Linked DNA regions of Mus musculus: regions 2 and 3 are each linked to region 1. A link is a contact called in public HiChIP or PLAC-seq and promoter capture Hi-C data. All regions are on one chromosome and are shown on one strand. Each heading gives the region's core, a stretch centred on a gene start, on an enhancer-like site or on the middle of the called end of the contact. The rest is flanking DNA. Distances are from core to core; before and after follow the strand shown. Region 1 holds the start of E2f8 (E2F transcription factor 8). Region 2 holds the start of Uevld (UEV and lactate/malate dehyrogenase domains). Region 3 holds the start of Tsg101 (tumor susceptibility gene 101).

Region 1 (5,031 bases), core at 602-3,101:
GCCAGCCCCTATGTATAGCACGTGAATATTCAGGTCCAGTCCTGGTCTTGAGGAACACTTGGGTGACCCTGAGCACCGGAGCTTCTGATAGCTACTAGAACTGAACAGAGAGACACAAAGATGTGGCAGCATCTTGGAAGCCACCCTCAGGAAGAAGACCCTGGCTCATCACCTAGACCTCTGCCCAGTGTGCATTCCCTTTGCACCTGGATCCCGGGGCGGTGTTATGGCATCCACGCCCTAACCACCGCCAGGAAAACACAGTATCTCCCTTGAAGTCAGTGATGGTTAGCTTACTGATGGCCAAGCTCAGTGATGGGACTTGGACTGCGTGGCCCCGAGTCCTTCTGGAGGCTGAAGATACAAAGTTAAAAGCAGGAAGAGCCCAAACCACAATCTTAGATGTAAGCGGGTTGGGCAACATGCGGTCCGGGCGATCCCAGAGTGATCAGAAAAGGGGAAATGTTACAAGGCAAAGGCGGGTGCAAAAGAACTCGAGCACGGAAAGGCATAGTTGGGGTGCCGAGCTTCTTTTTCCACTTCTGCAAAATGAGGGTTTTGGACGAGATGGTCTCCTAACTCTAAAATTCCCTTGACCTGTTCGATATACCAGGCCGATGTCAGAAGCTCATAAAAGGAAAAGGAAGAAAAGCGGGAAAGAGCAAAGAGGGGATCGGCAGACGCAGGACACTGGGGACAGGCTTGGCGGGTTTTCTGAGTTTCTCTCCCTCCTCCCACACCTGCGTGTTCAGAGATCGGCCAACGCCCCGCATCCTTGGGCTTCAGACAACGAAGCTCTTTCCTCCTCACACGTTTCTTTCTGGAAACCGTGGAGCAGAAGCTGCTAAGCAGTCATGCAAAGGGTCGCAGAGGGAACGGTGTCGCTAGGGTCCAGAGGGCAGGTGAGCAGACCCGGTTGACGTGGCACCAAGCTGGGGATGGCGGGGAGCCCTCGAGTCCTAGCCAGCCAGCTCTGGACCAGCCAAATTTCATCCCCCAACTTCGATCTCGGATAAATGGTGTTTGCAAAAAGAAAAAAAAAAAAAAAGAAAGAAAGAAAGAAAGAAAAGGAAAAAAGAAAAAGGAAAAGTTTTTGAGGACTTTTCCCCAAGTCTGGCTGTAGGCGGGGTCGGAGGGTGGTGCCTACAGTCTGATTCGCCGCGGCGGCAGTGCAGAGGCGCGGATTGGCGCGCGGGGCCCCGGGCCGGGAGAGCGGGCGTGGGGGAGGGGAGGCTCCGCGCCCGCGGGAGCGGCTCGCGCCGGGAGCGGGTTAATTTCAAATCGGGGGCTGGACTGCTCCTGGACGGCCACGCTCCCGCGGCCCGCCCGCCGGCCCCCCCCAGCCCCGGCCCCGGTGGCGCCCCCGGCACCCACCTCTGCGCGGCGGGGCTAAGCGAGTCTCCCTGAGACGCGCTGGCTCCCTGAGACGCGCAGCCAGGATTCGGGGCCACCCCGGACCGTCAGCTCTGAAGGAGGATTGACAGGTGAGCGGGGAGCAGACTGCTGCGGCGGGGTTGTGGGATCCCGGGAAGGCCAGGGTGAAGGCGGCCGTTTCCCGCCTCCCGCCCCGCCGGGGCCCGTGGGGAGGAGCCGAGCTCCCGCGCAGAGGGCGGGGGAGGGGCTCGCCCGCGCTCCAGCCCCGCGCACTCGGGGGCGGTGCCAGCTACGGTCCCGCTTTCCGCGCCAAATTTTTAAATCGAAGGCGGAAGGTCCGGCCCCGCCTTGGGGACCTCTAGCCAATCGCAGGCCTTCACCGGGCTTACTGATTGGCTCGGAGCCGTCGCCCTGGAAACCGTGAGATGCTGTCTGGCTGCCCCCGGGGGCGGTGCAGTTGGCGGGGAGGAGGAGCCAGTGCTTGCGCCGGGCGGGACGCGGGCTACTGCTGGGGACTGTACCTGGGACCGGGAGCGCAGCGTACGGTGCGCTTTGGCATCGCGGTGATTTCGGCACCTAGGGAATCCTTCCCTCGCCCCAGTACTTCGTGTATTGAAAGAAGCCTGAAAAAGGGGGTCAAGATCCCAAAGCCCTTTGTAAATGCCCGGTCGTGCGCTTAGAGCGCAGAGGCTGAATTGGAGGGTTGTTCTCAGGCCACTTCACAAGTCCTTCCTTCTGAGCCTGTGCACGTGTGTGTCAGGCGAGAAACTTCAGCATCTCCCCCGATGCAGGCTCGGTGCGTGCTCCATCGGAACCCGGGCTCGTGCGCTCCGTCCGCAGCCCGGATCAGTGCACAGGTGGGTGCTTGCTACAGCCATCTCGAACCTGAGAGAGGACTGTCACTGTAGATTCTGTGTTTGCTTGAAGTCTCGTGACAGAAGGGTTTGATGGAGGAATTTACTGCTGTCTGTTGGCGCGGTCTGCCTAGAGGCAATGTCTGTCCTCAAGGCAAAAATAAACCTGGTTTGTCATTTTTTGTTTGTTTCCGGGGGCTCTTGTGTACGTGAATCATTTTCATCAGCTCTTAATTCTTGCTTTACTTTTTTTCCTTTTAAGGATAGTAAAAAACTTTAATCGATTGGACTACTTAAACCACTGGAACTTGGGGAGGAACTTCAGATTTTTCGTTTTTAAAGACACACTAAATGTATGAGGAATTGACAAAATGGAGAACCAAAAGGTATTTTTAAAGTCCAGTCTATACTGTTGCAATGTCAAATGAAGTATCATCCTGAGTTTTTCGTTAATAAGTTTTCTTAAATTTTTCGTTTGATAGTCACGAATGCTGTATCCTTTTGGTTAACTTTTACAGAAATCCAGAAGGAAATTTTAATTTTTGAAGAGGAATAGGGTTGTCCAGGGTTAAAGTAACCTTTTTGTTTCAAAAGTTTAATATAAATTTAATATATATGGAAAAAGCTTTGGGGTTTTTTCTGTGCTTAAAAAATTATGTATATGTTATTTACATGAACCATTGGAATTCACAAAGGTCATAATTTGATACTGGATTTCTTTGTAAGATAACATTTTAAAATGTCAGCCCTTTAACCTACTGGGCCTCCAAATGCTGTTCCTGACAGATCTCCTGGAAGCATTTAGATGTTAGCTCAATGCTGTCCTTGGCAGTGTTCACTGAAACCCCACCCTTGGATCAGCACCTCCTGAGGGCACCATACTGAACTGAAAATTCAGGTGCCAGCCCCATGTGACCTCCCTCTGCCTCGCATCATCGTCTGCTAAGTAGCAGATTCAGCAGAAATACACACTGAGCCCTTAGTTTCATGGTTGTAATAGAGGATTGTTAACCCGGGCTCCCAAAGTTACTGAGGAAACAGTGTATCTCTGTTCTCTGAGTTGTTGCCTTCCAAATCCCTTTCTTTAAGAATGGTGTACTGCCTGGTGTCTAAAAGTGAAGGGGGCCCAGTCTCTACTATCTATATGAATTGCTCTTAACTTACCAGTGTAGGTAAGTGCTAACTTACCATAGCAGAAACTAGCTCTGAGGCCTTAAATGGCTAACCTTACTTCCCTTGGTCCCATTTTCTGCATCTGTGCCTCAAGCGTTGATGTTGAAAGCAAATTTTTCTGGTCAGAAGTCCTGCTGGTAGGCGGGAGGCCCTAACCGTAAGGGCACCCTCACCTTGGCTGCTTGAGCCTGTTCCTGGTATATCAATGAGCAACCACTGCTCACAGCCACTCCACTGGGTGGGGCCTGGTGTGGGTCCTGAAAGCCTTTACCTGATGTCTCATTAGTAGGAATTTAGGAATTTAGAAGTGATCAGTTACTTAGAGTGATTGGTTCTAGTAAGGAAAGGGAAGGGACTGAGCTCTAAGCTATCTTTACAGCCCTCCTTTCTCAAAATAGAATTTAAAAATAAAACCTGTAGTTAATGTTATTTATTTATTAATGTAAATTCTTAGATCACATGGTGAAGACATTTAGATCCATAGTATCTACCAAGTTAAAAGTGGGAAGTTTAACTATTAAATTTACCGTAGTAGCAGGGGACATGCCTGTAATCACAACAGAGGCAGAGGCAGGAGGATTGTTAATTTAGGGTCAGCTTGTTACTACATAGTAAGTTCCAGACTGGTTGGAATGTATAGTGAGACCTTGTCTCAAGCAAAAAAGGAAAATACTGTCCAGAGATCACTGTGATATTCTTAACCTACTTGGTCAATATGAAAGGCAGAAAGCCTTTCTGCTAGGTTCTGTTTTACAATGAACTCAGTTATTAATTCCTCTTAAACCAGGAAAACCTCTTTTCTGAGCCACATAAAAGGGGACTGATGAAAAGCCCCCTGCATCCGTCCTCGAAGGCCAACATGGTGTTGGCTGAGATCCAGCCTGACTTGGGCCCTCTAACCACACCAACCAAGCCCAAGGAAGTCTCCCAAGGAGAGCCATGGACACCCACAGCCAACCTGAAAATGCTCATCAGCGCCGTGAGCCCCGAGATCCGAAGTCGAGATCAGAAAAGGGGCCTGTCTGACAACCGAAGTGCATTACCTGAAGCTAGAGACTGTTTGCACGTAGGTTTACAGGGAGGCTGGGTGGCGTTTGGGGGCTTGTGGATGAAGGGACGGTCAGTGTGGAGCCCGGAGCTGTTGGAAGGCTGTTGACCTGCTGAACATGGGAAGAGTTTGTAGCTTTGGAGCACAACACCGGGAATTGTACTCTATGAGTGATCTTTATCCCAGGCCTTAAGACCATTCCTATTCCCCTCCCACTTTGTTGCAGCTGTTCAAACCGCGTGCATGTGTGGGTAAGAGGAGTTAGTCATCTAGCACAGAGGCCCCCCAATAAATCTGTCATGCTCTATTCCAGAATGAGACATTATTTACCTTTCCCTCTGCAGGAACACTTATCAGGAGACGAATTTGAGAAATCCCAGCCGAGTCGGAAGGAGAAGAGCTTGGGGTTGCTATGCCACAAATTCCTAGCGCGGTACCCCAAGTACCCCAACCCTGCTGTGAATAACGACATCTGCCTGGACGAGGTGGCCGAGGAGCTCAGTACGTATGCCAGTTGCCAGGATGGTTAATGATTAGAGTGAGTCTGTGGACTTAACTCTTTTCAATCTGAGCTCATATAGT
Region 2 (4,352 bases), core at 1,281-3,780, 1.9 Mb after region 1:
TCTGATAGCACTAGTCCAGAGTGAGCCCTTTCTTCCTTAGAGCTTCCTCCAGGTGTCCAAATCCTCAAACACTTCAGACACCGTCTCCCTGAGCTGTACTGCTGTCCCTCCCTGTAAGGAGCAGGAGACCTAGTTTCTTCCTTTCTTTTTGTTAAATATTATTTTATGTATGTTAGTACACTGCAGCTGTCTTCAGACACACCAGAAGAGGGCACTGGATCCCATTACAGGTGGTTAGGAGCCACCATGTAGTTGCTGGGAATTGAACTCAGGACTTCTGGAAGAGCAGTCTGTGCTCTTAACTGCCGAGCCATCTCTCTCTCCAGCCCAAAGCCTAGTTTCTTAAGTACAGCTATGTTCCAGCCTCTGGCAGGAAGGTCTTCATAAACCAGAGTCCTAGGAGAAAGCCCCATAGTACAGTGTCCTGACCTCACTCCTTCGGGATTGTCTTGAAGGCAGCTGAAACACCCTGCCTGGCAGCTGGCAGTACAGGTCTGCCACAGAGCTGGGGACCTGATTTCCATCCCCAGCATCCAAAACATTTCTCAGACTAGCCCTAGAGTTTCTGTTTGCCTAAGTCTATATCTTTCATACTAATTGTTTCAATTTAGCCACTCCACAACGTATAAATATTTCAAAATATCAACTATACCAACAAATAGATACAATTTCATATCAACAAATAAGTTCTTCAAAATTCTCTTGTTTATTTACTCATCTTTATTTTATGTGTGTGAGCTGCCTGTATGTGCACCATAAGAGTGCCTAGTGTTGGGGACTGGAGAGATGGCTCAGCCGTTAAGAGCACTGACTGCTCTTCCAGAGGTCCTGAGTTCAATTCCCAGCAACTACATGGTGGCTCACAACCATCAGTAATGGGATCTGATGCCTTCTTCTGGTGTGTCTGAAGATAGCAACAGTGTACTCACATACAATAAATAAATAAATCTTTAAAAAAAAAAAAAAGAGTGCCTGGTGTCAGAAAAGGGTAGGAGAGGGAGGGCACAAGGGCATCAGATCCCCTAAAATTAGAGTTATACATAGCCTTGAGCTGCTATGTGGGAATTGAACCTTGTTCCTGTTCAAGAACAGCAACTGCCCTTAACAGCTAAACCATCTGTCTACCTGCCTGCATTTAACATTTTGCAATTAAATGTGTGTCTATGTGTGTTCATGTGTGTGCACATGCATGTGTATGTGTGTGTGTGTGTATGTGTGTGTGTGTGTGTGTGTGCGCGCGCGCGCGCGTGCACATGAGTGCAGGTGCCCTGGAAGCCCAGAGATGCCCTATACCCCTGGAGCCAGGGTTACAGTTGGCATAACTACTGAGCCATCTCTCTAGCCCCAGGAGTCTGCACTTCTAACAAGTTATTGTGAGTGTTCTATGCCAGAGACAAAGATGGATTTTGCTAGCTATAAAGCTGGAGGAACCTCAACTCAGGGGGTCTCACCTCAGCTGCAGCAGGGATCTTGACTGCTACTGCACAAAGACTTTGAGGAGATATTAGAATGAAAAAGATAGTTCATTAAGCAGAAATACAAGGCACACTTAAAATATTATGTGGCTTAAGGAGAATGAGCTATAAGATTGCTTTTTCAATGTGGTGGTATACTTATTTCTTCATAGAATTCTTCTAAGGTAAGTAATATTATAAGGTGATTTATGAAGACCATATAGACATGGATCAAAAGAATAAAAGCCATTTTGCTATGTGTAGGTCAAGACTGATGTGTTTTGATTCTAAGCATAGCTTACTAGCCATTTTAATAATCTTGTTAGTGACACTTGTCAGGAAAAAGAGTCTTATTTCTGTGCAGTTGGTTTTTGGTTAGTCGTGACAATATTATTTTTGAAATTTGTTTTTACTTTATGTGTACGGGTGTTTTGCCTGCAAGTACAGTGCAGAAGTAGCTCACCACGAACACGCAGCGCCCAGAAGAGGGTGTGAGAAGCTATTCAACTGGAGTTATAGGTGGTTCTCACTCTGTGTAGCCCTGGCTGTCCTGGAACTCACTTTGTAGACCAGGTTGGCAGAGACCAGCCTGACCCTGTCTCCTGAATGCTGGGATTTAAAATCGTGCGTCACCATCACCCGGCAAAACCTTGATTTTGAACATTAAAATTCGGCTACACTTTTTGACTTTGATAATTCTCCCCCACCCCCCAATTTTGTGCTGAATTCTAGTCTCCCAGGAAACTCGCATGTCGCTTGCATCTGTTCGTTCTTTGGTTCTTCCTAGCTAAATTCCCACCCCCACCCCACCCACCCCCAGCAAGCGGGCGGTATTTTTCCACCTCGCAGGGCGCTCCAGTCCCCGGAGCCCTGGGCGGCTGTCAGTCTCTAGTTTAGGGTAAAGGTAGATGCAGAACCCGCGGGAGTCCTCGGACTGGAAAGGGCGGGGTGGGACGGGGCGGGGCTCTGAGATCTGGTCTCCGGGTCTAGTCGATACCTGACTGACGGGGCGCGGCGTCTGGATGCATCCTACCCGAGCTCCGCCTACTGCAGAAGGCGGGGACCGTCCTCTGCGGAAGTTTGGGCCCGTGCGGCCTCCGTTCCCAGCGTGTTTTGAAACAAGCCCAGTGACTGCGGCCGAAGAACGCGCCCCTGCTGACCATGGAGTTCGACTGTGAGGGCGTGAGACGGCTGCTAGGCAAGGTGCAGGCAGGTCGGGGGGCGGACGGGACCTAGCATTCTCGTCACTGCGCGTCGCCCCAGCCCATTCCCCCCACCCCATGTCCTTTTTTCCAAGATTGTTTTGTCGTTTTGACACACCCATACATACTCTTTCCCAGGCTGGCCTGGAAGTCGCGGCAATCCTCCTGCTTCAGCCTCCCGGTGCTGGGGTCACAGGCAGGCGGTGCCTCGCCCCCCTTGAATGAGTCACTCCCTGCTAGTGTCTCTACCTGCTTTGAGAAATCCGGGTTATCACCTTGTGGAAGCCATTCTCCGCCGTGCTTCCTCCTGGAGCGTTTGTGACTGTACACTGTACTCTTGTCTCTGTAGTCCTCTCATCTAGCACTGTGGTCACATTGTAGGTACTCACAACGAGAACCCCGCAGACGCGAGTGCAGGCCTGGACAGGGCTTTACTGTGGAAAGGTGGATGGAGGTTTCTTCCACCCTCAAGTCTCTACCCACCCCACCCCCAGGCTGTATGCTCAGCATTCCTGACTCCCGCCCTCGAGCATACTAGGGCTGTCTAGTTCAGAGGTTACCTTGTTTAGTGATCCTGGCCGTTCAGATTGCCCTGGAAGAGCCCTGAAACATGATTCTGTGCTGATATTCTTGGACGTAGGGGGTGTCTCTTTGTCGGGACAGTTTTTACACTTGTAAGAGTTTTAAGAGCTCCTAAAGTTGAAATCGTGTATGTAGTTGATTCTGATGGTTTAGCTTACAGTTACAGGTGTAGGTTGATTGAGTTGGTTGTAAGACTTCTCATTTGCAAAAAGAAAAAAGAGAAAAAGAAGCCTGGTGTGGTGGCACACGGCTTTAATCCAGGCACTCAGGAGGCAGAAACAGGTAGCTCTCTGTGAGTTGAGGCCAGCCTGCTCTACATAGTAAAGTTCTGGACAGCCAGGGCTACATAATGAGACAAAATACAAAAAAAAAATCTAGACCAGGCTGGCCTCAAACTCACCAAGATTCTCCTGCCTCTGCCTAGCAAGGGCTTGGGATCAAAGGCATTCATCAGTACAGCTGCCCTGTGAAGCTGAGACTGTGTTCCAGTCCACAGCAGTGCAGATAGGTACGGGGGAGTTCTGAGTTCCCCACGTCCTCGCCAGCACTTACTGTTGTCTCATTTTGATTATGGTTTGTATCTTGATTATGCTGCGATTTCGCCAAACTTTTTTGTTCATTTCCAAGGTTATTGTGGCTGTTCTAAGTCTCACGAGTGTCCATATCAATTGGTGTTTAATGGTGAGGTATGTGTGTGCTGCAGACCAAAACCAGGCCTTCTGGATATCCTAAGCAACTGCTTTATCGTTTAGATACATCTCCAGCCCAGTTTTCAGACTTTTGTAACAGCTGAAGTTTCACTAAGGGATTACGCCAAACCTTTCGGGAAATGTGATGATCATGACGATCTTAGATCCACAAACACAGGATACTTTCCCACTTAAAACAGTTTTCCAAGCCAGGTCTTCAATCCCAGCACTTGGGAGGCGGAGGCAGGCAAATCTCTGTGAGTTCGAGGCCAGTCTGGTCTACGAAGTGAATTCTAGGACAGCCAGGGCTACACAGAGGAACCTGTCTTGAAAAACCGAAAAAACAAAACAAACAACAACAACAAAAAAAAAACCTTTCCATTTTATTTCTTCCAACAGTGGTAGGTTTTCAATATCCCTTCTGT
Region 3 (4,897 bases), core at 586-3,085, 2.0 Mb after region 1:
GGTGGGAATACCCTGTGAAACCTGAAGTCTGGCCTTCAGACTTGTAGAACAAGTGCTTTTAACCCCTTAAGCCCTCTCCCCAGGGCCAAGACGTGATTTTAAACTGAAACAGTGGGTAGTAGGCTAGACTGGAGTTTGACTGGAGCTAAAGTTACTCAAGGCTGATGTTCCCTTTTAAGATAGAGTATGCTGACACCTGCCACGCACTTTCCCTTAGGCCGTCCGTGACCTTGGATTTAGAAAGGAATTGATTATATACTAAGATCACCCAGATGTATTCTCTTTCACTGCTGTCTATACTAGGCTTTATACTTTAGATGATTGTATTTATAAAATGTATTAAGAGGGCTGGTGAGATGGCTCAGCGGGGAAAAGCTCCGACTGCTCTTCCGAAGGTCCTGAGTTCAAATCCCAGCAACCACATGGTGGCTCACAACCATCTGTAATGAGATCTGACGCCCTCTTCTGGAGTGTCTGAAGACAGCTACAGTGTACTTAGACATAATAATAAATAAATCTTTTTTAAAAAATAAAAAGTAATAAGAATTGATGGTTAATATGTCGCTTTTTATTTTAAAGATTATTTTACCAGCATGAGTGTTTTGCCTGCACTGGATGTGTGTGTACCATCTGCATTCCTGGTGCCCATGGAGGCTATCAGGAGTCCCTGTAACTGAGAACCTAACCCTAACCCTCTGCAAGGGCAACAAGTACTCTTTACTGCTGAGCTATCCCTTCAGCCCCTCTAACAAGCATTTATTGGAAATAGAAACTCAATTGAGATTGAGTATCACCTCTTGTATTCTACAAGGCAATTAAGATCTGAAAATTGGGCTGGTGATGAGGCCAGCCTGTCTCCATTTTTAGGCTTGAAAGCCATCAGCATCGTTCCTGTTTATGATTAAATCTGTTTCTCAAGGGTTTGGGCTATGCCCCACCTGTAACCTTATCTTCAAATGTTTCTATACGGCACCCAATGCCTTTGTTTCAAAAGGTTATTATGACCACCTGTCCTTATAACCACCTGTCATGGTCACTTTGTCATGAGTACCTTGTTAAGACCCCCTTGCAACCACGTCTTTGTTTCACAAGATGTGTTATGGCCATTTTGTTCTGTTCCTGTAACCCGCCTATGTACCTGCCAAATCACCCATTTGGAAACTCCCTACCCCTGAGCTATAAGACCAATTTTCTAGCCTATGTCCAAAGCTGACTTCCTGTACACAAATTAAAAGGTTTTAATTAATTGCTTGCTTTAATTAATTTGGCTATGATGATTTGGGTCCATGATCTTGCTCCTTGCCTTTTTGGGATTAACACTGGAGAGGCTTCAAACTCAGAAGTTTGAAGGGGTAAATTCTTTATAATCTGAAAAGAAGCCTGCCCTCAAGCAAGGCAGACTGCGGCCTGTCTAATCTTTATGTGGGCACACTGGAATTGTTAGGGGAAAGTATCCAGAGGAGAAAATTACCGCATAGCTTCCTAACGGGGGAAAAAAAATCTCCTTTGCCCTTGCGAACTTGACATGAAGGGCTTTCGAGCGTTTAAACTGCAGTAACAAAAACGGATGTGATAATCAGAGGTGCCTCGGGCGCAGTCACCTAAAAGTGTCTAGAGTGTCCACGAGCTAGTTCTGTGAGCGACGCGAGCCCAGGACCTTCCGAGCCGCAGCGGGTGGCAAGGCTCGCGAGAGGGCCGGGACTTCGGGACCGCGAAAGGCTTGCAAACAACCGCACCACGGGCACCCGTGGACCGGACCTGATCTCTCGCCCGACTTCGCACCGCAGACCAGCGGCCCCGGAAGTGACGCGCGGGAAGCGGAAGCACAACGTGCCGGCTTCCTGCTTCGCAGGGGCGGGGCGGCGGCGGCGGCGATTGTCTGGCGGCCTGGGGCGGCCCCGTGGCGCCTACCCTCTGCCTGTGGGGACGGAGGAGCGCGCCATGGCGGTGTCCGAGAGTCAGCTGAAGAAGATGATGTCCAAGGTGAGCCCGCGCCCTACGGGGCGGCCCCGCGGGCTGGGCTAGGCCGCCTTCCCTCTGCGGAGCGGCCCTTCCCGCCTTCGCCTCCATAAACAAAAGCGGGGTCGTGCCTGGCGCGGCCGCTGCTGTCTGCCCGGCGCTGCTGACGGTCCCCGCCGGCCGGAGCCCGGCCCTGCTCAGAACCAGTCCCCGCGCGCCTCTCCCCGGCCCAACCCGGCACATCCCACCGGAGCTCGGGAACTCTTGGTGCAATTGGTTCGCTGAAGTAGAGCAGCCAGAAAATCGAGCTTGGCAGCCCTTCCCCGCTCCAGAGAACTCTGCAGTTGCATTCCATTGTTTGCATTAACTGTGATTAACGCAGTTGTTTGCTTGTTTACTTTGAGTTGAACTTAAAAATTCTTACTGCTTGACTGGTTGTGGGTTTTTTTTTTTTCCTCTCACTTTTTAAAAGGCCTTTTGGATATTTTGCACATTAGCTACTTAGTACTTAATACTGCGCATCGGACTCCAGAATGCCTTGCTTTTTGTAATTTACCAAATTTAATTGGAATGAAATTTATGTAACGTAGTTGAGCCCTAACTCCTTTAGTCATTGAAGTTGACTTTGATGCTCTTATCAGAGCAATAATAGAGATCGTGGGGTTAAGAAGTTTCTAGTTTACAAGGAAACACGAATACGCTGGGCGTGGTGGCACAGGCCTTTAATTCCAGCGCTCTGTAGGCAGTTGACGACAGATCAGGACAGATTGTGAGTTCCAGACCAGCCAGGGATACACAGTGAGACCGCATTTCAAAACATAAAATTTTTCTTTTCTTTTTTTCTTCTTTTTTTATTCTTTGTAAAACTAGATCTTTTTTAGTAAAGTCATTTCCCTGAGTCCTTGAAGACCAAACCTCTTGTCTCTTGGTTGTCTAACCATTTAATCTTTTAGGCTTCCTTTTTTTTTTTTTTTTTTTCCCTGTAGTTATCTGTAATGACACAGGGGTCTGGGGGAATGTACGAGGTCCCGGTAAAGGTCGATATAGTACTGTTTTACCTTCAAATCATTTGTTTTTCAAAGCCTCAATTAAGCTTTTAGAAGATGTAGCCCATTAACTTCATCTGATTGGGGATCTCTGTCCTTATCAAGACATTCTGGCTCACCCAGAGAGAGAGACAGACAGTTTTGGTGTTTTAACCTCGCTTCAGATCATTTTTCTCCTTTGAACATCATCTTATCTCCCATCCTAAGCAGACTTTTTTAGCACCATTTTTGGTTGTGATTTTTACCAATTAAGTATATTTCTACAGTTAGTCTATCGTTCTTTATGCAAATAACTCTCTACTTTGTTCATACCAGTAACCTGTTTTTTACATACAATGTTTTACAATAGAAGATGAGTCACTACTAACTGGGGAGGAGAAAGTGGTCATAATAAAAGTTGTTATTGAGTTTGAACTGGTGCCATACATGTTTATGGGTTGGGAGGCAAAGGGAGGTATATCTCTTGAGTTTGAGGCCAGCTTGGTCTTCATAGTGAGACCCTGTCTCCAAAACACAAGCTGCTATTGTTCCATAAATTGTAGGGATCTGACAGTGGGATCAACCAGACTAAAACCTGTACTTCTGAGCTTGATTACGTGGAAGCCACTATCAAAGTCATGGCAATAGCATTGGGAAGTTGACAACAGCTTTGGAAAGTAAAGCGAGAAGAGATGGTGGTGGCAGTGACAGTGCTGAGGCTGTGGCTTTCTTTTGCATGGTAAGGGGAGGGCTTTGTGAGAAGTCTATTTGACCAGAAACCTGAGCATAGAAGGAAATGAGCTCTGGAACAGTCTGGGGTAAGGACAGTTCTAGGAAGAAGGAAAAACAAGCGCAGAGGCTTGAAGCAGAAGTTCACCAGCAAAAGGCTGGTAGCGAGACTGACTGAGCTACAGGAAGTAGTGCTGTTTGACATTGAGCTTTAGTGATGTGAGAGATTTTGAAGGGCCTTGTAGGCCAGTGTAAGGATTTTGGAATTTGATTGGATTGTGCTAAGAAACAATTAAGTTTTTGTTTTTTCAGTTATGTGTATGGAGCCAGATATAGTGGCACACATCTTTAATAACGGATCTCTGTGAGTTTTCAGGCCGGCCAGGTCTGCATATTGAGGTCCAGGCTGGCCAAGGCTACACAGTGAGATTCTGTCACCAAAAACACACCTCCATAAAAACAAAGAGAAATGTAGGGATATGTGCACATGAGTCCCATACACACACAGGCCAGGGCACTAGATCCCTCTGTATGGGTGTGTGCACATAAGTCAGGTACACACAGAGGCCAGGGCACTAGATCCTTCTGGATCTAGAGTTATAGCTATTTGTGAACTATCTAACAAGCAAGAGCAGTATGTGCCCTTGACCACCAAGCCATCTCTTTAGCTCTCCCCTGCACCCCCCCTTTTTTTTTTCTTTGAGAGTCCCCCTACCTAGACCAGGCTGACTTCTAAGAGAGAGCCACCTTACTCTGCCTCTGGTGAGACTAAAGGCATGATCCATAGCACCCAGCCGAGTTGAAACAGGGGTACCCTAGATGCTCTACTAAGACTAAGGTTTAAGAGTGGAAGTAGAGACAACGCTGCTGCAGCTCACTTAGACCATAGTTACAGCTATGGAGGTAGAAGTCAGACTCTGGAGGTAGATGTGTACAAACATTCTTTTTTTTTTAAGTGTATGTATGTATGTATGTATGTATGTATGTATGTATGTGCATAGACACGTGGGTGCCCACAGAAGCCAGAGGAGCGTTGGAGCTCCTGGAGCTGGAGTTATAGGCAGTTCAGAGTCTGCCACTGTGAGTCTTGGGAACTGAATTTGCAAGAGTAACAAGTGCCCTCAGCCACTAAGCCTTCTCTTCAGCCCAAGATTCTGGATGTATTTTGAAGGTAATGCTGAGCA

The links. Promoter capture Hi-C pulls out the DNA fragments that hold promoters and counts their contacts. HiChIP or PLAC-seq counts read pairs in DNA pulled down with a chosen protein or histone mark.
Region 2: a contact with region 1 is called in an H3K27ac HiChIP or PLAC-seq map of embryonic stem cells, with 12 times the contacts expected there. The contact joins the promoter of Uevld here to the promoter of E2f8 in region 1. A contact is called at or near these places in 3 of 39 promoter capture datasets (cranial neural crest, neutrophils and pre-B cells) and 2 of 115 datasets of contacts at active chromatin or transcription factors (embryonic stem cells and pancreatic cancer cells).
Region 3: a contact with region 1 is called in a promoter capture Hi-C map of pre-B cells, with 4 times the contacts expected there. The contact joins the promoter of Tsg101 here to the promoter of E2f8 in region 1. A contact is called at or near these places in 4 of 39 promoter capture datasets (the C10 cell line, cranial neural crest, pre-B cells and 1 more) and 1 of 115 datasets of contacts at active chromatin or transcription factors (large pre-B cells).

The regions. Positions count from the first base shown.
Region 1 is chr7:48,877,861-48,882,891 of GRCm38.p6, reverse strand. E2f8 (E2F transcription factor 8) reads left to right here and starts at 1,851. Exons shown (of 13, transcript NM_001013368.5): 1 at 1,851-2,231; 2 at 2,491-2,614; 3 at 4,189-4,467; 4 at 4,794-4,950. The coding sequence starts at 2,600. It overlaps Gm2788 (predicted gene 2788), which reads right to left and starts at 1,592. Exons shown (of 2, transcript NR_155436.1): 1 at 1,375-1,592. It overlaps LOC115486422 (a long non-coding RNA gene), which reads right to left and starts at 4,851. Exons shown (of 3, transcript XR_882082.2): 1 at 4,780-4,851; 2 at 4,445-4,561; 3 at 2,268-2,371.
Region 2 is chr7:46,956,696-46,961,047 of GRCm38.p6, reverse strand. Uevld (UEV and lactate/malate dehyrogenase domains) reads left to right here and starts at 2,530. Exons shown (of 12, transcript NM_001040695.1): 1 at 2,530-2,657. The coding sequence starts at 2,616. It overlaps Gm39012 (a long non-coding RNA gene), which reads right to left and starts at 3,165. Exons shown (of 2, transcript XR_882075.3): 1 at 2,785-3,165.
Region 3 is chr7:46,916,907-46,921,803 of GRCm38.p6, reverse strand. Tsg101 (tumor susceptibility gene 101) reads left to right here and starts at 1,835. Exons shown (of 10, transcript NM_021884.4): 1 at 1,835-1,983. The coding sequence starts at 1,942.